2 separate regions of the Mus musculus genome follow, and region 1 is linked to region 2. A link is a contact called in public HiChIP or PLAC-seq data. All regions are on one chromosome and are shown on one strand. Each heading gives the region's core, a stretch centred on a gene start, on an enhancer-like site or on the middle of the called end of the contact. The rest is flanking DNA. Distances are from core to core; before and after follow the strand shown. Region 1 overlaps Myo18b (myosin XVIIIb). Region 2 overlaps Gm30529 (predicted gene, 30529).

Region 1 (5,930 bases), core at 1,270-3,769, 160 kb after region 2:
CCTGGAGCTCCCAGGAGTTCAGTGAGTTCATTGGAAGGTGAGGAACCAAGGAAGTCAGAGCAGAGCTTGTGGCAGCAAGAAAAGTAAACTCCAAATGGCAGAAAATCTTGACCATGCAAGAGAGAAGCCATGAGCCTAACAGTGACTGGCTGGTTTGACACACACATCCAGGGTCACTTGGAAAGAAAGAACCACAGAGGAGAGATCCCCTGGGTCACACTAGCCTGCAGTCATGTCTTCCTGGATCGTTCATTGATGGGAGAGGGCTCAGCCCACAGTGGGTATCACCATTCCCTAGAAAGGTGGTCCTGGGCTGTATAAGAGAGGAGGGAGAAAGAAAAAAACATGGAGAAGCACGCAGAGTTCCTCTGAGGCGTCTCTTTAAGTTCTTGCTTGAGTCCTCACTCGATCTGCCTTGTGACGGACAGTCACCTGGAAGATGAAGTAACCCTTTGTGTCTCTATGTTCCTTTAATCCATGGTGTTTGTCACAGCCATAGAAAGCAAACACGACCCTGAGTAATGAAGCCCAGAAGTCAGTGTAACTGCACGGTAAAGATGCTGAGAGGGGAAAACCCTTTGTCAATCAATACCTTACAGAGCTGTGCTTCTAATCCTCCCAAAACAAGCTCCACCCATGCACACACAGGCTGGGAAAGTCAGTGCTACCAGATCTTGTATTCAGATTTGAGGCTGAAGGAAATGTTGACTCAAACCTTTAAAGACTGGAGAATAGCAGAACGCATTTACAGGAAACAATTAGAAAACAGTCTGAAGCCTTGTGTCATGGTGCATGCCTTTAGCCTCAGAACTCAGGAGGCAGAAGCAGGAGGATTTCTGGGTTAGAGGTTAACCTGGTCTACGAGCAAGTTCCAGGATAATGAGGTCTATATGGCGAGACTGTCTCAAAAGCTAAAATATGAAAATATATCTTAAGTGAATTAAAAAGACATAAGATTAAGTTTAAAATATTGAGCTGTATTAATGGGTTTATGGCATCTACCTATAACAATGGCACCAAGGCGTCAGGAGGAGGTGGGTCTGTGGAACAAAAGCTTTCTTTTGATTCAGTCTGGAGCCCAGTTGAGGGGGCAGAACAAATACAAGCAACACTCTTCAGACTGCGAATTTAAGAAACATACCATCACTCTGACACAAAGACAACTAACTGGACTTAAACCAAAGCCGCTGCTACAAATGACGAGGGACGTGTCCGGTGATGAAAGCGTTAACCTGCCAGCCAGCCAGGTAGATTCTTAGAGCCTAGGCAGAGAGCCTCAAGGCGTGCAAAGCAGAACAGGGAGAGAATTAGAAAAAGTAAGACAGCTCAATATGAGTGGCCAAGGGCGTTAACATCTGTCTCTTAATAATTGATAGATCAATTAGATGTAAAAATCCTGCCCCAGAGTTCTGTCACAGGGCTTCCTGTGTCTAGGATGTTGGAGCAGGATGTAGCCAGGAAGAATAAAGAGTGGTGTCTCACATGGGGCCACAAGAGCTTGAGAAAAACCCAGGGCTGAACTGGGTGACTGCATTGAGCTTGTTCAGACATCTGCAGGTTGAAGTCAAAGCCTTCACCTTGAACTCATGAATCCCTTCCTCACACATGGACCACATCACAGTTAAAGACAGAAGGCTTCATTTAACCCTCAGGGTCCTGACTGTAAGCATCAGGCAGCAAAGAGGCGCATCAGCAAACACCCTGCACGCGTAATGGCGTGGGCTAGTGTGATGGAGAAAGAGTATGTAGTGAAGCAAAGAGCTATCCAGAGGCAGGGACCCAGCAAGTGCGCAGGGAAAGGTGCTGGGATTAACGTCCAGAGAGCAAGTTTCAGCACCGCAAGTGTGGACAGCTCCCTCTCCAGTGCGTAAAGAACTGAATACAGTATAGACAGGTGTGATGGAAGCCAAAGAAAGTATTGTCTTCCCTGGAGCTTACTCGAGTAACTTACACGGGTGAGGGAACAGTGCGGGGAGGGAGGGGGTGAGTCGCCATATGCGGGTGAACCTGGGTCACCTGCAATTACAGCAAGTGCTCTTAACTGATAGACCATCTCTCTGCCCATAATAATTATTGTTAGTGTTCTGTGTAAGGACCCAGATGAGAGTGTGGGTTTGAATCCCGCCTCTATTTCTGCCTGGCTCTATCGTCCTGCTCCAGCTGCTTCTGAAGAGAAAAGAAAGGCTTTGTCCTGGAGACTGGAAACTCACCTTGTGCCTTGGTGAATGTAAACTTCTGATCCTTCTGCTCCTACCCCCTTAGTATTGGGATCTCAAGCGTGCACCCCAACACCAGGAAACTATTTTGTGATGTGAACGTGAGGGTGCCCAGTACCCAGGCAGGGTGCCTCTCGGTGGAACCAGCCCAGCATGCGAAGATACCACATGTCAGGTGCAAAGGGGACTTTGCTAGGGTCCATTTTCCACCCCGACAAGAATCCCGTCTGCTGCCGTCTAGTGTCTGAGGGTGACATTGACCTTTCTTAGCTGTCAGATTTGTCTCACTGGATTCCAAGGTCTTAACCACTCTGTGTGCAGAGCCTGCCGGCTTGCCCACGAGTACACACTCATGTATAATTCATGGCCCATCACGGTGCCTGACAAATGAATATTTATTAGCTTTTTCATAAGAGGCAGGATGATGTTTTTTTCTTTCTTTGCTACTGAAATTCTATGCCCCAGCAAATGAAATTTGTGAACAAATAGGAAGAAAGAATAAGAAGGAAAAAAAATTCTCCCAAGCAAGTCCATTGCACTGGTAATTTTCCATTCTCTAGGGCCTGGAATGTGTGTGGATAGAGGTGGATTTGGCTTAGCTGCTGCAGAATCCTGCTGACGAGTCCAAAGTCTAAATGCTGCTGTGTACTGCGCCCGTCACCCCTGTAGGAAGCTCCCTCACATCCCAAGTCTGCTCTGCTCCCAACTGGGCAGGAGCCACATAGTCTCCAGCACTGTGGACCTTCTGTATGGCGATCAAGCATGCATGGACCAAGAAGAAAGGACCCCGGAAGCTGATTGGGTTGGAACCAAAGCAAACTGTAGGGCTTCCAAAGTGAGCTGCCAAACATAGAGAGGGCAGCTTACTCTCACACCGAGGGGAGAGACCCCACAGAAGGAGCTGTCTGTCTGCTGGAGCCAACCTGTGCCCTGGACAGAAACCAAGGGACCTAAGACTGTGATGCCATTCACCCCTGCAACCTCACGGTTCATTGGGGATGGCAGTGTGAAGAACTCCAAGTACACTTGGGCATGTGTATGCACACACACACAGACACACACGCACACAGACACACACACACACACACATGCATGCATGCACACACACACATGCATGCATGTACACAGACACACACACACTCATACGAGGGAGTGCAGAAGTGATGGTGCACTTTGGCTGTGAAGACTATGGACCAACCACCCTTTACCTTGACCTTGAAAGATGCTTCAATCATTGCCACTGTAGTTGGTGGAGGCAGATAACACATGTGAAAGCCCCTCCTGTGTGCCAGGACCTGTGCACGGCACATCAGCTATTTTACAGTATCTTATCATCAGAGTCCTGATGGAGGCAGCCGCTGCTGCTGCTCCCACTTTAAAGGTGAAAAGACTGAGGCAGATTGAAAGTCACTTGCCGGTGTGAGAGCTGAAGTCAATGCATATCTGACTGACCCCAAGACCCATATGCTCCGAACAACCCTCCCCTGGAATTTAGAATCTGGATTTCAAGGAACAAGCCCATTAACACCTGTGGAATTCATTTCTAAGGGCCCGATACTTGCATCATCTTCAAAGGACCCATTTGCCAAAGTGACTGAGTGTACTTGCTTCTCGAACCTGCACCATGAATGCACCAGGCATCTCTAACCACTGAACCCACAACCATCCTTCATTGGTAGCTCCACTGGGGACAGGAGGGTGTGAGGGGTGAGGTGAGGCTTCACGGGTTAGAGCAGGACTGGAAACAGGAAGGCAGGGGGAAAGAATTGAGATAGATTGTGTGTGTGTGTGTGTGTGTGTGTGTGTATCTGTATGTGTGTGTATCTGTGTGTATACATATATGTGTATCTGTATGTGTGTGTGTATCTATATGTGTGTGTGTGTCTGTGTGCATGTGCATATGTGTGCATGTTTGTGTTTCTGTGTGTCTGAGTGTGTCTGTATGTCTGTGTGTGTCTGAGTGTGTCTGTATCTGTGTGTGTATATGTCTGTGTGCATGTGCACATGTATGTATGTGCACACAAGCATGTGCTTGTGCATGTGGCTGTGTGTCTCTGTGTGTGTATGTATGTGTGTGTGTATATGTGTCTGTGTGTATGTCTGTATGTGTCTCTGTGTGCATGTGCATATGTGTGTAGGTTTGCATATCTGTGTGTGTCTGAGTATGACTGTGTATGTCTGTGTGTGTCTGAGTGTGTCTGTGTGTGTATCTGTGTGTGTATGTATATGTATCTGTATGTGTCTGTGTGCATGTGAACATGTGTGTATATGTACACAAGCATGTGCCTGTGCCTGTGTGTGTCTCTGTGTGTATGTATGTGTGTGTGCATATGTGTGTACATGTCTGTGTGTATGTCTGTATGTGTCTCTATGTGCATGTGCACATGTGTATATGTGCTCACCAGCATGTTTGTGTGCATGTGCCCGTGTGTGTCTGAGTCCATATATGTGTGCAAACACTGAATACATGCTTGTTTATTCAGCCACCTGGGTAAGTTATTGAGTACTTGCTGGCAAACTTAATTTCAATTAAAGACAAGGACCATTGAGACATCAGAGCTAGAGGAGCCTGGAATGAGTGTCCCTGAGCTGAGGTTAGCAAAGGGGACATCAGAGAATGTCCCCTGGAGAGAGGACAGCCAGTGCAAAGGCCCTGAGACAGTCTGGTCACTACACCGTCATGTGAAGTACTGCTCAAACATTCCCATACACCACCTCAGGCCTCAGGGGCTCAGTCTCCTTGGGTTTTGTGCCACCACAGTCCTTGTGAAGTCGGACACATAGCCAACCAGGCTATTTCCTCTAATTCTTACCTTTCATGTTCCCCATGCAGGCTTCAGAGGGCATTCTGAGTAGGAATAGTCTCAAGGACATTGTTGGGTGGTAGGATGGAGTCTGGGGCTGCGGTCTGACTCAAATCTCATGCTACTCTCTGCAGCCCCCTCTCAGATCCTTCCTGGTCAATCTGTGCCATGAGCAACCCACACAATACAGGCTCTGTGGCCTCTTCCTACCCGAGACCCACTTTACACACCTTCCTTTCATCCAGTTCCTCGGAGGTCAAGTCAAGCTTCTTTAGCAGTGCAGGGTCCAGCACCTGGAACCGACGGCGGAACTGAGCGAGCCCCATGTGTTCAGCGTAACCTGGGGACAGAGCAGGCCAGTCACGGGTGGGGAGACATAGGCAAAGCTCGGTCCATCAGTGCTCAGTCAGAACTGGCTGCTGCACACATGTCCCTGCTCTGGGGGTTCTGTGAACAGTCTTTGTCCTCAGCAAGACCTTCTGGGAAACCCTGCAGCATCTCTCCTCTCTCCTCTCTCTCCTCTCTCCTCTCTCTCCTCTCTCCTCTCTCCTCTCTCCTCTCTCCTCTCTCCCCTCTCCCCTCTCCCCTCTCCTCTCTCCTCTCTCCCCTCTCCCCTCTCCCCTCTCCCCTCTCCCCTCTCCCCTCTCCCCTCTCCCCTCTCCCCTCTCTCCTCTCTCTCCTCTCTCCTCTCTCCTCTCTCTCTCTCTTCCCCCTCTCTCTCCTCCCCCTCTCTCTCGCTCCCTCCCTCTTTGATACCTTTCCCTCCAGTGTCCCATAGGGAACTGCGTTTAAAGCCTCTGTACACTGCCCAAGGCAGCATCATGCGTGCTTCTCATATAATCTATGAAGCAAGAAAGAGTACTGTGCACAGACAGGAGACACCACGCACATCATACCATACACATATATC
Region 2 (5,689 bases), core at 1,101-3,600:
CCTCAATACTCATGGGCGTGTTAAGATGTCCTAACAGGACACAAGCCAGCAAACTGACCAATACAGCTGGAAGGAGCCCTGAATGTCAGTCTGTCACATGCTTTCCCTGCTCTGACTGTGTGGGGCATCTTTCCTGGATTGGTGTCCACCTTTGTTTTTTGGGGACAGGGTATCTCACTGAACTTGTGGTTCATTGCTAAGTTTAGACTGGTTTGCCAATTTGCTTCGAAGATCTATCTGTCTCTATTCCCCACCCCATTCATTTTTTAAAAAAACTATTTGTTTATTTATTTATTTATTTTATATGTGTGAGTACACTGTCTTCAGACACACCAGATGAGGGCATCAGATTCCATTATAGATGGTTGTGAGCCACCATGTGGTTGCTGGGAATTGAACTCAAGACCTCTGGAAAAGTAGTCAGTGCTCTCAACCGCTGATCCATCTCTCCAGCCCAACCCTGTTCACTTTTAAGTTCTGTTATTACAGTTTCTACAGGTCACATCTGGAAAGGACTGGTATGGAATGGAAACGTGTCTTGTAGCTGAATGGCATTTCCTGCCAGAGTGACAAACATCAGTGCTTGGAAGTGGCTGGAAAAAGTAGGAATGTCAGTTAACCAGGAAGAGAAACAACTAGCTCGGCCCATGTGACAGGCAAATAAAGTTAGGCTCCAGCCAGGCATGTCACCTTCTGCCCCCCAGCTGCCCTTTCCCTCTGTGACCTTTGACACCTAGGATCACTGCAGTCTCTGTTGCCTTAATAGTCTTCTCTGCCAAGTGGGGTCAACTGTCTTCACCCTTCATTCAGAGAATGGTGTGGGGACTGACAGAGCCAGCCACCAGAGCTCCTTGCTGATGCTAAGTAGCCTGGCGAGGGAAGGCAGCACCGACTGCCCCCTTCACACCCTGGTTCCTCATTTCCACAGACTGTTTACCCTGGATCCCCGTTCTCTTCTGCAGTTCTGCATGAGAGATCTCTGTGTTAGAACCGTTGCACAGCTGGAAGGCCTTGCAGTCTCTGGCTTATCAGTTGGAGGACCATTCAAGCCAACCTATGCTGTGTCTCGGGTGGACAGAGGACAGCACCTGTGGCTGGATCTCTTTGGTTTTGAATCAGCTCAAGAGACAGAAATCCAAATAAAATACAATTCTGGCACAACCTGGGGGTGAGGAGAAGGAAGCCTGGTGGCCTGCCTAAGTTCCCCCCAGTGGTTGAATTGTCAAGTCCTGGGGTACCAAGCTGGTAGCCAGATGCTTGGATATCAAAGATGAAGGGTGGATGTCTTGTCTCTGTGCCACCAGCCCCATAGTTAACCCCTGCTTCTTGGGACCCACACAATGGATGAAATACCAGCCACAGGTCTTGACCTTGGGATTGCCAGCTAAGGACTCAGGGTCAGCAGGGCCACCTTGAACCTGCACCATGTGCCTGCTGCAAGCTGTGGAGCCCATACTTTCTCCTTGCCAGGCAGGAGTCTGCATTCGTGAGAAATAGTGAACTCAAGTTAGCTTCAGCTAAAATGAATTAAACAGGGGCCGATGGCAGTTATTAGCTCATGTTATTATGAGGATGACAGAATGGACAGGCTATAGATAAAGGGCCAGGGGCTCAGAAACCAGGGCCAGGGATTCCAGCTTTCTGTCACGCAGTCCTAATGTCCTTCTATCCGATGGCTTCTGCTCCAGAAGATTCTATCTGCCTTTAGCTGTTTGACTCCTTGGCCTCCTTGCATGGCTGAGACTCTCAATCCACAGTGGGAGGAGGAACAAGGCTCTCCCAAGGCTCTTTTAGAACAACTTCAGTGATTACTCAATTCATATCATTCTCCTTTAGAGAAGCCTCAGACCACATTAGAACTCAGCACTACCTCATCATAACAATGAAGTGAGACACCAAGAGGTGTATGTGTTGGGGGGAGGTGGGGTGTTGGGCTGTTGACAGGATCCCTGTCCTGAAGAGGTCAAAGAGGTTGTGTGCCAGGGAGGTATGTGATCTCTTTACAATGACAGTCCTTGGGGGAAATGTTTGTTCCCTAGTCGCACGGGTCACAGGTTGATAGAACATTTAAAACCTCAGTGTGCATTAACTGGAGTCTCCCAAGATTCTGAGTTGCAGCGTCTGCCCCAGGCTGTCACAACAAGCCTCTGCACTGTCACTACACAAATCTGTAAGACGTGCAAGACGTGCGACATGCTGCAACCTCAGCCCACACCTCCTCCCTCCTTCTCTGGGGCAACACGTAATTTCTTCTTCCCAAAGCCTCTACAGAGGGCGTGAGCAGCAGGGGGTTGATTTTGAGTCGCACATAATAAACCTCCAGTAGAGGGCTGATCTTTCATTGGTTTAATGAGGCTGATGCTGTCTGCGGGATTGTGAGAATAATTCTGTGAACCACTCTCTTGGGGGTGGGGGGGTGGGGTGAGGATAGAGCTGGAAGGCAGTAGCAATAGATCCAAGCTGGAATAGATTCAAAAGTAGCTGATCACAGCTTAGTTCAGGGAGGTGTTGTCCAGGTCTCCAAGATCAGTACACAGCTAATACCTATCTGAGCTCCCCCTGTCGACCGAAAGGATACTCCACACTGCATGAGAAAGAGCTCTGTGATTGATTGGTAATGTCTGCCTTGGATACAGGTTCGGAGAATGGTGACTTTTCCATGTCCCTTGCCAGGGCAGCCAGAGCTATACAGAGAAACCCTGTCTCGAAAGGGGGGAAAAAAAGATACACCTCCCTAAAGAAAAGTCTCTTGGACTCATTTAGGCGTCTGCAGATGCCCTCATCTCCCAGCCTAGGTGGCCCAGGCTAGACTCATCAGATCTCCTCAGTAATGTCTCCCTCACTCTGATTTTGGTTCCCCCTCCACACCTTCTTTGGTTCTCCTGGAAATGTCCCCAAGAATCACCATCCTTGTGACCATGGCCCCTAGGGAGGTGAGGATACAGACTGTCTTACTCAGAAGAATTTGTGTAATACTTGCTGACCACACAGCATCTAGAGGTGTCGGACAAGGTCTTTGTCTGAGTCACCATCACATTTACAAACTCTAATACTCTCTTGCCCATCAAAGCCAGACTCTGCCAGGCCCACCAGCAGCTCTCCCTGTTGCCACGGCTGCACATGTAGAAGGGGGAAGGGCAAGGGAAGAGATATCCTGTATAGAGGTGTTGATACACACCACGGTTTCTTTATAAATGGTTGGGGTCAAACCCAGAGCCTTATGAATGTTAGGCAAACATTCTACCAGCAAGCTACACCACATCCTTTAAAAATGAACAAAGTTTACCTCCTCCACCAGGATTGACTTAGGCCCTGAAGCCCATGGACTCCACCGCTGTCCATCTGTCTATCTGCCCTTTCTTTCTGGTCTGACTGAGTTCCGTCCTCCTCAGCTTCATGGATACCCCTTGTGTGCCTTGCTGGTGAACCCATGTATTCTCCCCTGGTTGATCTTGATGCGGCAGACATCATCACCTATGACCTCCCCCGTTATCAGCATGAGAGCAAGTCAAACCTCAGAAGTGCTTGGGAGCTGAACTGTTTAGATTTCAAGCCTCCCTCCCCCCTTTTCTGGTACTTGGGAATGTTTGCCAAAACCCTGGCTGAGCATCCTAAGTTTAAGAATCCCAAATCTAAACTGGCCCAAAGTTGAAAAGTTTTGGAAAATCAGAGTGTACTGGCTGGTTTTGTGTGTCAACTTGACACAAGCTGGAGTTATCACAGAGAAAGGAGCCTCCCGTGAGGACATGCCTCCATGAGATCCAGCTGTAAGGCATTTTCTCAATTAGTGATCAACAGTGGGAGGGCCCACTGTGGGCAGGGCCACCCCTGGGCTGGTGGTCCTGGATTCTATAAGAAAGCAAACTGAGCAAGCCAGGGGAAGCAAGCCAGTAAGCAGCATCCCTCCATGGCTTCTGCATCAGCTTCTGCCTCCAGGTTTCTGCTCTGTGTGAGTTCCTGTCCTGATTTCACTTGGTGATGAACAGCAATGTGGATGTGTAAGCTGAATTAACCCTTTCCTGCCCAACTTGCTTCTTGGTCATGATGTTTTTTTGTAGGAACAAAAACCTTGACTAAGACAATGGGCTTAAAAAAAAAAAAAAAAGAAAAGAAAAGTCTGGAGCACTTCCGGCTTTGCTTGCCTCGAATAGGAGTACCTATGTTATATTGCAAAACAATTTACTTTGGATTGGAAGAATTTTCTTGTAAGCAATAAAAATGTTGACAATAGACAGTCACATTGCACATCCTTTATGTCACCCAGAGGGTCTTCAACAGTGTAAATAAACAGGTTTTATTTCTTTGTAAAATCTAGTTCACTGGGAGTCCCTGCCTGTAGCTATATACAAGCTCCAGCAGGAAAGACATCCTTGATTGATTACTAATGTCTGCCCTGGGTGTAGAGGAAGAAGGTGGCGACAAGCTTGTTATTCATCAACTCCTCCCTTGGTGTGTTCATGATTACCTGCTGAAACCCATAAACCACAAAGAGCTGAGAACACAGGACTCCAGTTTAAACGGAGGTTTAAAACGGCTGTATTTGTAGCTAACTGGTTGATATGAGTAGGCTTTTGGGGCTCTCTCAAATTCTGCTGCATTAATTATTAAGTTTGAGAACAAAGTAAAAGATTTAACCTTGCAAAAGAAATTGAAAGCGCTTCCCCCAAGGAGCTTGGGCTATGGCTAGAATGACTTTGGGGGTAAATCCGAATTCAGAGCTGGCTTGGCCAGCTCCAGATCCCTCTGTGGCCCTGTGTCCTCTATTTTGAATTGAGGGCATTGTGATAACCTCAAGAGGGTTGGGTGAGGTGAGGCTGTGAACCCTGTCCCTGGGCTCTGATGGGCATCCGCAGAGTCCTCTTCTGACTGATGGCATTATTAGTTCACATGAGACGGTCCACTCATCTCTCAGAGGCTCCATATTACTAGAGCAATCACTCACTCCACAGATCCAAGGCAAATGCATCCTTTTGAGCAGATCAGAGCAGTTTGGGCTTCTGCATCCTTTAGAGCAGGGACCCCAGGGGAGGGAGGAAAGGGATATCAAAGAGTGTTCTGATGTGGAGGAGGCTCCGGGGAGGGAGGCCCCCCCCCAAACCCCATCTGTGTTGAATGTCTTTTAGCATTCCTTCTCAATGAAGGAATGCAGCCCCATGGGGTGTGGCTGGCAGGCAGCTCTGCAGATGGGAGGTGAAGCCTTTCTGGGATTTTCTGTGCTATTCTGTAGCTCCATGTACAGTCTGTGTCCCCTGTTGGGCCAATTACTGACTTAAAATGTTGTTAGCAAAAGGCAGGCATGCTCATTATTGTAGCAGCGAGCATGAAGGCCCAGTAGGTTCCTATTTATACAGTTCCAACGAGCTATTCTTACCTGGCCCTTTGTGTGTTTGTCACCAAAGGCTTCCAAATCACAGGACGTTTGTCCTAGGTGGCTGTCCATCTCCTCACACTTCCTCCCTCCTCTGCTCTGCAGGGATCAGCAGGGCCTGAAATGTTGGGAGCCACCTGGGCCAGGAAGAAGCTCAAGTTGCTGCAGAAGAGAGATGCCTAGTCATTGAAAGCAAGAGAAGCTGCAGGGTGGGAGGGGTGGGTCAGGGCAGTGTGGGAGATCACATGATACGGGTACTCCAGGGAAGGGATTTGAACCCCGACCTGTTGTGGTGAGAGGTAGGGAGGACTTGAAGTCAGG

The links. HiChIP or PLAC-seq counts read pairs in DNA pulled down with a chosen protein or histone mark.
Region 1: a contact with region 2 is called in an H3K4me3 HiChIP or PLAC-seq map of embryonic basal ganglia, with 2.5 times the contacts expected there. The contact joins two enhancer-like sites. A contact is called at or near these places in 6 of 115 datasets of contacts at active chromatin or transcription factors (astrocytes, embryonic basal ganglia, embryonic hindbrain and 3 more).

The regions. Positions count from the first base shown.
Region 1 is chr5:112,822,727-112,828,656 of GRCm38.p6, forward strand. Myo18b (myosin XVIIIb) reads right to left here. Exons shown (of 44, transcript NM_028901.2): 21 at 5,251-5,360. Among named protein-coding and RNA genes, the nearest start is that of 1700095B10Rik, 32 kb to the left of the region's middle. Within about 2 kb of position 2,520, at least 28 of the 459 cell types and tissues checked have an H3K27ac peak or open chromatin away from gene starts, as enhancers often do. A contact at or near this core is called in embryonic basal ganglia, where this site is marked.
Region 2 is chr5:112,658,786-112,664,474 of GRCm38.p6, forward strand. The region is part of intron 1 of Gm30529 (predicted gene, 30529); the gene reads left to right. Among named protein-coding and RNA genes, the nearest start is that of Gm30529, 12 kb to the left of the region's middle. RefSeq lists an enhancer at 4,260-5,689. Within about 2 kb of position 2,351, at least 15 of the 459 cell types and tissues checked have an H3K27ac peak or open chromatin away from gene starts, as enhancers often do. A contact at or near this core is called in embryonic basal ganglia, where this site is marked.